3 separate regions of the Mus musculus genome follow, and all the other regions are linked to region 1. Evidence: chromatin contacts called from public HiChIP or PLAC-seq and Micro-C data. All regions are on one chromosome and are shown on one strand. Each heading gives the region's core, a stretch centred on a gene start, on an enhancer-like site or on the middle of the called end of the contact. The rest is flanking DNA. Distances are from core to core; before and after follow the strand shown. Region 1 overlaps Unc5b (unc-5 netrin receptor B). Region 2 holds the start of Psap (prosaposin). Region 3 holds the start of Pald1 (phosphatase domain containing, paladin 1).

The links. A called contact is a pair of places that touch in the nucleus more often than the background predicts. HiChIP or PLAC-seq counts read pairs in DNA pulled down with a chosen protein or histone mark.
Region 2: a contact with region 1 is called in a FOXA1 HiChIP or PLAC-seq map of pancreatic cancer cells. The contact joins the promoter of Psap here to the enhancer-like site in region 1. A contact is called at or near these places in 1 of 39 promoter capture datasets (embryonic stem cells), 1 of 484 Hi-C or Micro-C datasets (the N1E-115 cell line), 5 of 115 datasets of contacts at active chromatin or transcription factors (the NIH/3T3 cell line, astrocytes, bone marrow-derived macrophages and 2 more) and 2 of 9 other capture datasets (adipose tissue and macrophages).
Region 3: a Micro-C map of the HL-1 cell line shows a contact between it and region 1, with 2.1 times the contacts expected there. The contact joins the promoter of Pald1 here to the enhancer-like site in region 1. A contact is called at or near these places in 3 of 39 promoter capture datasets (embryonic stem cells and stem cell-derived epiblast-like cells), 2 of 484 Hi-C or Micro-C datasets (the HL-1 cell line and embryonic stem cells), 2 of 115 datasets of contacts at active chromatin or transcription factors (embryonic stem cells and pancreatic cancer cells) and 1 of 9 other capture datasets (liver).

The regions. Positions count from the first base shown.
Region 1 is chr10:60,815,216-60,819,018 of GRCm38.p6, forward strand. All of the region lies in intron 1 of Unc5b (unc-5 netrin receptor B), which reads right to left. Among named protein-coding and RNA genes, the nearest start is that of Unc5b, 14 kb to the right of the region's middle. RefSeq lists an enhancer at 1-1,628. Within about 2 kb of position 1,851, at least 157 of the 459 cell types and tissues checked have an H3K27ac peak or open chromatin away from gene starts, as enhancers often do. A contact at or near this core is called in the HL-1 cell line, the N1E-115 cell line, the NIH/3T3 cell line and 4 more, where this site is marked.
Region 2 is chr10:60,275,671-60,279,327 of GRCm38.p6, forward strand. Psap (prosaposin) reads left to right here and starts at 1,958. Exons shown (of 15, transcript NM_011179.3): 1 at 1,958-2,112. The coding sequence starts at 2,073.
Region 3 is chr10:61,381,460-61,385,411 of GRCm38.p6, forward strand. Pald1 (phosphatase domain containing, paladin 1) reads right to left here and starts at 2,064. Exons shown (of 20, transcript NM_013753.2): 1 at 1,833-2,064.

The sequences.
Region 1 (3,803 bases), core at 601-3,100:
GACCGAGATTCCCAAGGACAACCAGACCTAGCAATCCCTAAATGGCAGGGCTGTCTGAGTCACAAGACTAGCTGGGCCCCCTGGCTAGCTGTGCTCCTGCACCCCAGAAACCCCACGCAAGTTCTACTGCAAATTCTAGGACACTTACCTCCCCTCCCCAACCTAGAAGAAAATACCACACAAAGGCAGGACCCAGAAGCCCCAAGAAGGCCACGGAGGAGCACTAGGACCCCTAGGACACTCTGAGCAAAACCCCAGGCTCCAGTGTGGAAGGCACATTTCTGGTGGGCACTGTTTACCTGTGATGGATTCCCTGGCCGGGCCAGGGCTCTCCTGGGCCTTTCCCTTGGGTCAGGATCAAGGGCACAGGCCTCAGGTTCCTGTTCAAACCCAGGATCTGCCACTGTGAACTTTGAACAGTAGTCTGAAGTGCTCACTGCCCAAGGCTTCAGTACCCTTCGCTATAAAATGGGCTTTCCGGCTCTTGTCTGTCTTTTCCACATCTGACATTCTATGACTCTACCTAACAGCTCCTGAGAACCTGAACTACCTGTAATGAGAAAGCCAGGAGACACAGATAGCTCACATACAATATTCACAGAACATCAAATGGTGCCCATGTGCTCTGGGGCATCCTGGGAGCCAGCTGGGGGCCCAGATTTTAACTTCCTGGTGACCTCTGCCAGAGGCAGTAGCCCGGTTCATATCACAGGGACAGAGCCACAGAAGGAAATGCCAGCAAGGTTCTGAAGACTGAACCAGAGGGCATCTATTCTGTGCCCCACCCCCAGCCCCAGGGAGGCCTGGCTGGCCTGTCTCTCAGCTGTCAGCTGCAGAGCTGTTTCCCTATTAGCTGCTCTGGCTGCTGAAGGAGCAAGGAGCTCTGGACAGACTACAGAGCTGTGAACAAAAGCCAGGCCAGGCAGTGGCTGCCCTTGGGGCTGAAGTGATGGACAGGGGCCTGAGGAGCCACAGGGGAGGGGAGACAATGGGAGTGGGTGGGTGTCCAGGCAAACAGGTTTGGCCAGTGGAAGGGAAACTGAGAGTGAGCAGGAACCTCCAGCATTTTCCGGGGCTGTTATTCTAAGCAGCTTTTTATTTATTCAGAGGTCAGGGATGCGGCTTAACAACTGTCAGCTCGATATTTATTACAGGTGCATCAGCCTGGACCACGGACCCTGTGATGAGGTGACCACAGGACCTTCTTTCCCCCCACCACCCATCTCCTTAGTGTGGCTACTTGGAAACCTGCAAGGAAAGGCTGAAGGGCCTTACTTTGCTGAAAGACAGCCAAAGCCAGCTCTTGGTTTACTTTGGGGGAAACTGAGGCACCAATCTACCTCCAGATCATAGAGCATCCTGGTCGTTGTAATAAACTAATGCTCTGGAAGAGATCAGACTCCAGCAGCATTTAGAAATGCAGTTAGCAACCTGCCTGTCAGCCCAGAGGATCCAGGCACAAGACTGCAAGCCTTGCTTCCAACGTGCTCAAACTGCTACTGCCTCAGTTTCCCCTTCTGCATAAGCAGGGTCATGCCACCCACTTCCTACCTAGGCTGGAAGACACCCTGCAACTAGAATTTGCTTATTCACTTTTACGTGGCCCCGGGATGTGGGGAGGAGAGACTCAGAGTGTGGGGGGGGGGTCTCTCTATAGCCACCAAGTGCCTTCCTTATTAGGTTCCTAACAAAGGCTTCTAAGGAAGGCAGAGGCAACCAATAAATCTCCCTCACCAAGAGTCTCTTCCTAACAGACTGAAGACGTGTAAATGACCCAGTGCATTGCTGGGAGTGCCAACAGGCGGAAGTGGTGGTGACATCATGCGCCCATCCGGCTCCGAGCCTTCCAGCAGCCTGAGGTCAGCTCACAGAGCCCTGGCACCTCCCCCAGCAGCCCCACACCGAGCCAAGAGGAGCCTGGCACTGCCAGCGCTGGGGCTGGGCTGACAGCTTGGAGTCCCTCCTTCCTCACGTCCCCTCTCTGTGATGCTTCCCCCCCCACACACACACACTCCAACCCCCACCACCCCAATCGCATCCCTGAACAGCATTCACCAGCAAACGTGAGATTGCTGCTTCTCATATAACACATGAGCTGTGGTGTGAACTTCTGGTAAATGGAGATCTTATTTAAACTGCGTGCTATCAGGGGAGAAGAGACAGGTTCCAACACAGCTCAGCTCTGTTGCCAGAAAAAAGGAGATGCCGGCACTGCTGGAGCCCAGAGCCATTGGTGTCTCTCAGGCACCAGGAGAGGGGCAACAGGGCCCTGGACAGCACTTTGCCATTTATTTGGGAGAGACGGACAGGATACCAGTTTCCTAATAGGGTTTGGCAAGGTTACCTCACTAGGGAACTGTTTGCTCTGTGGGACAAAAGAATGCCGTAAGGTCACAGACATCTCCAGAATGACAAAATGTAGGTGGGACAGGAGGGCCCAGAGTATACCTAATCACAGCCCTCTGCCTTCTTTGCAGACAGAACTACAAAGGAACTGAAGTCCCAGCACCCAGCCTACAGCCACTGTTGCTGGAATCTCTGTGTGCCCACTGTTGGGGCTCATGGTTGGGGAATACAGGCTAGAATCTCTTGGAGCCTTGCAAAGACCCAATGTCTATGCCAGACTTAAATATGCAGACGGGGTTGGGGGGAGCAGGCGTGTGAACTCTAGCAAATTCTAGCTAACACTTCTGTGACACACTTAGTGACACACTTAGCGAGCAAATGTTCACTGAGGCCTACTCTGTGTGGGACACTGTTCTGGCCACTGGGCCATTCCCAAGGGACACAGCTCTGCCCTCATGGAGTGAGAAAGCCAGCTAAACCAGAGAACTTCTGTGTACAGGCACATGAGAACTCCAGGTGGTGGTAGGTGCTGATGGATGGGGCTGTTAAGCTTTCTAAGAGGGGACACCTGAGCGGACACAGGACAAAAAGCTGCCAGTCTGGTCAAACTGAGGGTTCCAGTGTTCCACAGTGGAGCAGATTTCCTTATGTGGACGCGAGGGCCCTTCTCCATGAGCTATGGAATCCACGCTTCTGCCAACACCCCTTACATTCACGAGGTGCCCATGGGAACATGCCATGTTCAAAATGTGCCTAGCCATTTGAGGCCAACAGACATTATAACACTTTCTCTCTTCAGGAAATTCTACAGGTGACAGGGCTATGGGGACAATGGAAAGTGTTTGATGGAATGAAGGAAGGGAGTGGAGTCTATTAAGCTAACCCTACACCTATCAGGTAGGGAAAGTCTCAGAGAGAAGTATACTGCTTAGATGTGGCCTCTCTGCTTTGAAGGGGGATGGGGACAATGGCCCCACTGCCCTCTCAAAGTTGTCACCACCACCAACCCCTTGCACCAAACCTACACCAAGTTTCTGCCACTCAGTTACACTCATGTAAATAGCCCATTCTGCCCATTCTCGCCATGGTACAAGCCTGGGACACACCCAGGGCACGTCCATGGCTCCTCCAGTTTGTGGAAGATGGGGATGGCCTTTCCTCTCACAATACCAAAACTACCCAGACAAAATGGTACCAGATAAGGCTGTGGAGTTTGAAGTCTGGTGAAATCTGGAATCTCGCCTGTAGGGAACATAGGTCCTAGCGATCCACCGCTCAATTACATCAAGAAAGAAAATAGGACAGAGTTGGGTTGGAGTGGCTGACCCACATACCCAGGGAGAGAGAGGGGCAGATGGACGTCTTCAGATGTCCCTGCTCAGGAAAAGCAGGCTGGGTCACTGGTCAGTCAGTGGACAGACAAGTGAAATCAATTTCTAGCATGGCGACTGGCTTAT
Region 2 (3,657 bases), core at 708-3,207, 540 kb before region 1:
CACCCGGCTAGAACCAATTTATTTTATTTATTTATTTTTAAAAATACATTTACCTTTATTTTATGTGCATTGGTGTGTTGTCTGTATGCATGTCTATGTGAGAGATCCTGGAGTTACAGAAAGTCGTGAACTGTCCTGTGGGTGCTGAGATTTGAACTTGGGACCTCTGGAAGAGCACTTGGTGCCTTCAACCACTGAGCCATCTCTCCAGCCCCCAGAACCAATTTTTGAAATGTTATTTTACTGTTTTTTTTTTTTTTTTTTTGAGACAGAGTCTTACTATGTGGCTTAGGGGCCCTAGAGATCCTCCTGCCTCTGCCTCCCCCATGCTAGGACTAGAAGCGTGGGCATGCATGCTTGTCTTTATCTTCCATCCGTCACGAGTCTATTACACAGCATCTGTTCTTTCTCCAAGCAACACAAGTTGCCTAAAATACATTTTTATTGTTTTTTTTTTCCTCTTTTTTTTCTGCTTACACACTCAGACTTCCATTCTCCCTGCCTTCTCACCAACACTGATTCAGAGACCTCTGAGTCTATCTTGCAGTCTGCAGTTCCCAAGATCACAAATAAAGGCGTCTCTCGTTTGCCGTTTTCTGAGTTTGTATTGATTGACAACTGCAGAATGGCAGCCTGTGAATTTGAATCCTGAGTGTAAAGATGTAGGCAAATCTGTAACCTGTTTGTGCTTGAGTCTCATCTGTTAGCACGGCACGAATCACAATAAATGGGGGCTGGAGATGCCACTCAGTTGGTAGAGTCATTGCCCGACATGAGTTGAAGGCCTGGGTTTGGTTCCTAGAACCAAACAGAACATGTATGGTAGCACAGGCAGGCAGATCAGGATTTGGAAGTGACTGAAGTTCGAGGACTGCCTGAGATACACGAATCCTCAGCTGCACAGCCAGTTGTCAGCCTCTTTGGGCTACAGGAAACCCTGTCTTAAAAAACTAACCACTAGCCGGGCGTGGTGGCCCACGCCTTTAATCCCAGCAGGCAGACAGATTTCTGAGTTCGAGGCCAGCCTAGTCTACAAAGTGAGTTCCAGGACAGCCAGGGCTATACAGAGAAACCCTGTCTCGAAAAACCAAAACAAACAAACAAACAAACGAACAAAAAAACTAACCAAAAAAACTAATCACCGCCAGGCGTGGTGGCACACACCTTTAATCCCAGCAGCACTCGGGAGGCAGAATCAGGCAGATTTCTGAGTTCGAGACCAGCCTGGTCTACAAAGTGAGTTCCAGGACAGCCAGGGCTACACAGAGAAACCCTGTCTCGAAAAACCAAAAACCAAACCAAACCAAACCAACCAACCAACCAAACAAAAAACCCCTAACTACCACTGTACAAGGGTCAGGCAGAAGAATTACATGTTCAGAGACTTTCTGGGGAATTTGGTGACACCCTCTTTCAAAAATAAAGTAAGGAGTGAGCTGGGAGGGTGGGGGGAATGGTGGTGTGCAGCTTGGAGGTACAACACTTGATATCAAGTATAATGCCTTGGGTTCAATACCGGCGACTGCAAACAAAAATCCCTGCTCCCGCCCCCCAACCCCCAACCATTCTCCAAGGGGTTGAGGCAGAAGGTTGAGAGTTCCAGGTCTGCTGCGACACTGAATTGTCGACCAGCAAGGCCATAGTGACTCGGCATCTCAAAAACAAATAGTAATACTTAAAAGATGCTGGGGCTCAGGGGTGGGGTGGGGTGGGGGAGCACAAGATGCAGTTCAGGGCTTGGTACCAGCCCTGGGCTGGATTCCTCACATTGCAAAGGTAAAGAGAGGCGTTAGATACCGTTCGGCGCCTGACCTTGATTTAATCACCAGATATGGTTTTCTTTTATTACCACCACCCGCGCCTTCCCGCCACCTTCCCTGGGCGTTTTCAGCCTGCTCCTCTTCGCACCCTCCCTCCCCGCAGGCGCGCTGCGCGACGCTGAGTCAAGCTGCGCCCAGTTTGGGCGGGGCCCGCGCCTGCGCACTGGCGTCTGCGGCGAGGTTGGGGGGTAGATTTATATTCGTCTGGTCAGCTGACGTTCTGCATTGCAGCCTGCGAAGTGAAGCGGCGCCATGTACGCCCTCGCCCTCTTCGCCAGCCTTCTGGCCACCGGTGAGCTTAGAAGGGTCCCCTGGTCTGGTAGAGAAGAACGCTATAGCGTCCCCTGGGTCCCGGGAACCGGGCAGTCCTGCGGTACCGGCCTCGCCCTCCGCTCGCTTCCCGGGGCGCGCTTAGGCAGGCCTCGCTGTGCGCAGGCGCAGATCGGGGCTGGTGGCGGAGGGGGACCTGTTCCAGATTCTCTGCACTGGGGGACCACTGGGAGGTGGGAGAGACGTCTTGTCCTGTGTGTGCAGGCCTTGTGCAAGGCCTTGCGGGTGACTGCGGTTCTCCCTGGGATGGAGGTTGGGAGAGGTCACTCGATGACCTCTTCCGTCGCTGTGTTGACTCTATCCTGGTGTAGGTGATAGACATGGCCTTGAAGCCCCATCCTGCAGGTCAGGTCGGCCCGTGACCTCTGTCCCAGACTGCACTCGTATGGGAGTTGCAGGAAGCGTCTTTGTGTCTGCCCCGGGCCGGGGGGTGATTTTTTTGGCTTCTGTGTGAACTCAGGAGCGTAGTAGGTCTTGGAGGGAATTGTGTAGTCCCGATTGCATTGGAACTCTTAATTTTTTTGTTTGATCTGGCAAAGCCATTGGCCAGCCTTTATTTTATAGCAAGTGTTTCTAAAATGATTTTTCTTAAAAGCACTGCAGGTTGGCAAGGCAGCGCCAGGGGACTCACACTTGGAAGGCATAGGTAGGAGGATTTTGAATTTGAGGTCAGCCTGTGCTACACAGAAAGCTCAAGGCTAGTCTGGACTGTGTATGAGATTTTTTTTTTTTTTTTTTTTGTGCAAGAAAAATGAAAAGAAACGCACTTGGTCCTGCTTGCTCTGTGTCATACATAACTCGTGAGTTCTGATTCACCCACACCACCAAAACCAGACTTCTTTTTCTCTCTCTCTGTAGTATGGGCCATTGAACTTGGATCGTAACACACGGTAAACGAACATCCTCTACTGAGTCACACTATACCCCTTACCTGTTTCCTTGGAAAAATTATTTCTAATACACATGTAGTTCATTTGACTGCCAGTCTAGTTAACTGGGTTCCTTCTTCCTTCTTAGGTAGATGGGAGGACCCTGATGGCCTTGGTCTAAAACTCCAGGCTCTGTGCCTCACGTCAAGGTCATACTGAAGAATGGTAGCTTGTCTTGACTGTCCACCATTGAGTTGTTGGTTGTCTATGATGACTGCAAACCACGTGTGCTCCCTGAGGCTCTTAGGACTTATGGGCTCAGTGTGGCACTACTGTAGTTCAGGGTGCCACTCATAGCTTGCCTTTTAATGATGTTCTGGGTGCTTAGAATGTTCCAGGTCCCGTCTAGTCTTCACAAAGCCCTGGAGGTACAGACACTTGGTTTTGGTTACTCTCCAGCCCTCCAGCCTGACTGCCTTTCCCACCTAGACAGAAAACAAAGAATGCCAAAAGAATGAAAGGCCAGTTTAACCTCTGCCCATTTTCAGGCCCCATGGTAGAGGGAGAGCTCTGACTCCGGTGGGTTTTCTTTTGATCTCCAGAAACAAATGTAGATGTGCGTGCACCCCACCACACAC
Region 3 (3,952 bases), core at 814-3,313, 570 kb after region 1:
GAGACCTGATGTCAATTTAAATGCATGTCTGTTCTTCAGTGGGTCTACCTATTTATACATCTGCTGCCCAAGCCGACTGCAATGCCAGGAACACAAGCCTGTCTCTAAGTGTCTGTGGTTATCACTAGTTCTCCTTCACATGCTCACAAACACTGTCCCTCACATGTCCATGCTTGTGGGGTGCCAGCCCACCTCATTCTGTGCCTGTTCTCTGGTAAATATGTCCAGTTCTTCCCTGTGTCTGCCCACAGGGCTCTATACACCTGCATATGAGTTCATGTTCCACCCACACGACTCTCTCTCCTGGGCCTGGGTAGCTCCCACTAGAAGAACTTTTGCCTGGGATACACTACCACCGGCTCCAAAGTATGGGGAACAACAGGGACGGAGCAAAGTCTCAGATACTACAGAGCGGCAGAGTAGGGTCAGAGTTGCCCAGAGCCCCACCCTGTCCACTCCATCACCAGAGAAGGGAGCAAAGTTGGGCCACCTCAGGCCGGTCTGCCCCCACAGGAAACCGCGTCTGGTCAATGCCTCCCACCCTTCCCTCCAGCCCCCACGAAGGAGACTCTTCAAAAAGGAAGTCAGGGCTTCCTCCTGGAAGGCTGGCTCAAACCTCAGCAGCCCCAAACCTGCGCTCCATCTGACTGGAGGAAACAAATGGGTCTTTGGACACCACCACCACCCCCAAAGCAAACAAAATATGGGGGTGGGGTGGACACACAGAAGCAGGAAGTCCTTGCCAGCCATCCTACGCTTGTTGCCCCCATCCCATCCCCCCACCCCCGCCCCCGCCCCAGCACCACCGCCGCACAAGGCGAGGTGCAAAGCGGTCCTGATTAGTAATGCTAATGAGGAGGGTGGGGTTGCCTGCACCAGGACATTTAAACACATCTATCAGCAAAGTCACAGGACACCCAGCGAGAGTACCCTCGCTGCGCCGGTGTTTTGCAATTCCCTTGAGGAACCTCCTGGCATTTTCTTCTAGGGCTACCAGCCCAGGGCTGGTATCAAACTCCCTATCAGAGAACTGGCCAAGTGTTTCTCTCTTGTCTTCCCTTGCAGGACAGAGCCACAACAGGACAGAGCCCTTCCAAGTCCTCCCACCTCCCACACTGTCTGTGCATGGCCCGGAGCCCACAGCCACAGGTGCTCTGTCACTGGCTGTGGGCAGACAAGGACCGGCCCATACTCTCTGGCTGGAAGACCAGAGATGCCTCAAGCTCACCCCGGGCCAGGCTTTTGTGGAGTCTGATTTACAAAACAAGGGCAGCTTGGCCACTACAAGGAACTGGGACAGTCAGTGTCCCAAACACTACCTTTCTATTAAGTCCATGTCTTTTGGGGGGAGGGGGGTGTCATGCTCAGGCACATGAATGTACTCACGCTCCACGCACACCCTCGCTCACACCAAGGAAACCCCACCTCAAAAGAGACCAAACCGAGCGGCGAATCAAAGCCAGTGCCTGCCAGGCCCCTCAGTTTGCTCCCTTGCCCCTGGGCCTCAAGGGTCCTGCAGATAAGTCTGGGGACCCCATGCCGGGGTCACAACGCGGCTATCTTTCCTAACTTCTTCGGAAGCCCAGCCCAGCTGGCCCGGAGGGCTCCCAGGCCAAGAAGTGCGGGTGTCGCCACTCCATGTTGTCCCTCACTCCGAGGGAAGCCAGAGTACAGGAGATGAGTCCGGGATCGACCTGCGCACAACCCGGGAGCAGCTCCAGCTTTGAGAAAGCATGGTGGCGCCGACCTGGGGCAGGCCTGGGTGGCTCGGACGCCTCCGCCCCAAACCGAGGGACCCCGATCCTCCCTCGGCGCGGCCCACGCGTGCTTACCTGGCAGCCGCAGCTCCGGGAGAGCGTCGCGCTATGCGGCCGGGGACTGCCGGCGCCGAGGCGGGCTTCGGGCACTACCCGCGCGGGCTCCAGATGACTCCGCCCACCCTCCCAGCCCATCCGGGGGCGGAGGCAGCTCCTGCTGTGTCCAGGCGGCGCAGACCCGGCCAGCCCGGGGCCACCGAGGCCAGGATCACCCCCAGAACCCCGCCTCGAGTCCGGATCCCCCCTCCCACGCCTGGGAGGGCGCGGTCACAGCTTCGGCCTCCGCCCACAAGGAGGGGGTGCGGACTTAAAGATACACTCACCCCACCACGGTCGGATAGGCACAACTCCCCTCCCCCCTCTTTCAATCCAGCCGGTTCCGGGCCAGCATCCTCCGTCTGCTCGCCCTACGCCTGGAGGAAAACCCTAGGGTAGAGGGAACCTGCGGGAGAAGCAAGTTCCTCTTTCCTTGTCTGGTCGGTTCCTTCTGGAAGATACCCAAGGCCGGCTTCCAATCTCCATGGCTGGAGAAAAATGCTTAGGCTGGTGGCGCCACACCCCCTCCCCTACTCCAGGGCCCCTGTTATGTCTGTAGCCCCGGGCTTCCCCTTTCTGCTTCTCCTGGACCCCAGAATCAGCATTTCTCCTGTGCCACTTGAGCTCCGTAGGGAAGGTCTGACGCCTCTCCGAATAGACGTCGAAGGATGAAGCCCTAAAAGAGCAGGTGGTCACCTTGACCGCTGGCTTAGGAAAATTGCAGCTCCCAGTCTTTGGAAGAAGAGCAGCCCCACTACCCCTACCCAACGCATCCAAGTGGTGGTGGGCTCTGGGGCTCTGGTACCTGACCCTTGACCTTGGATCACCCATGGGCACTTACTCACCCCTGCTTAGGTCTCAGGAAAGCCTCTTTGATGTATGGAATGAGGTCTCTCTCTGTCTCTCTCTCTGTCTCTGTCTCTCTCTGTCTCTCTCTCCCTACACTGAGGAATATTTCCTTCCTGCCTCTACCTGCCTTGGCCCCAGTCAGAGCTAGAGGGTCCTTGGCACGCTCTGCAGGGAGTTGTGACCAGGATGAAGACTTTGCAGGCCTGGCCTTTAGCCAAAATCAAGCTAGGGAACTTGAACTATGCAGAAGGAGGGCCTTGCAACCCTAAAAGGACTCATTAAGGGTGGTCTGGCCAGATACCCAGCATGTCTGCAGCGGTATCTCATCTGTGTAATCTTAGCAGGTACCTATGTACCTATCATTGTTCACACACACACATACACACACGGTCTCATATATCCCAAGTTGATTTTGTTCAATATTTAGTTAAAAATAACCTAGAAATTCTAAATCCTTCCTCCTGAATGCTGGGATTATAGGCACGGTCCCTCATTCTGGCTTATGCAGTGCTGGGTGTTGAAATCAAGTATTCTTGTGTATGCTGGGCATGCAAACACTCTAGCATATCCCTAGCCCTCGCTATTCCTATTTTAATACATGGGGAAACTGAGGCCCCAGGACTACCTGCCCTCTATGTCAGACTCCCTTCTGCCCATCCTAGGTGTGTGAGGAAGAAAGAGAAAGCCCAGAGGGTTGCTTAAGGACCATGGCCATCTTGGCTCCAGCCACACTTCACTCAGATTGGCCTACAGTTCCTTAACTGGGCTGTGTGACCCCCACCTTCTGCATCTTTGAGAGAGATGTTTGAGGAGCTACTGAGCTGGGGACCAGAGGCCTAAGTAAAGTGTGTAGCATATTGTCAGGCTCCATCCTTGGGCACAGTGTTCTTCCTGGTTCCTTTGTCACAGCTCCATGTCCCCATCCACTCAAGCCCCAAATGGGTCCCCTGCGGGCCTGAGGACAGGTTTCAGGACAGTTTGCTCACAGTGCCATAGCCAGGCATGTGCAAACACATGGTATAGAATGCACACACAGAGAGACTAGAACATACACATACATGCACAGTGCCCTGCACTGTCCCGAAGAAACTGGATCCCTGGCTGTGTGCCTCTAAGGACGGCACTTGGAGAGTCAGAGCATGTGTGATCTGTCTTTGGTCCCCAGCATATGCCTGACACATCATCTTCAGTGAGTGAAGATGTGTTATTCACACGTGTCTCTGCTCTTGTTGAATCCAGCAGAGAAGCCC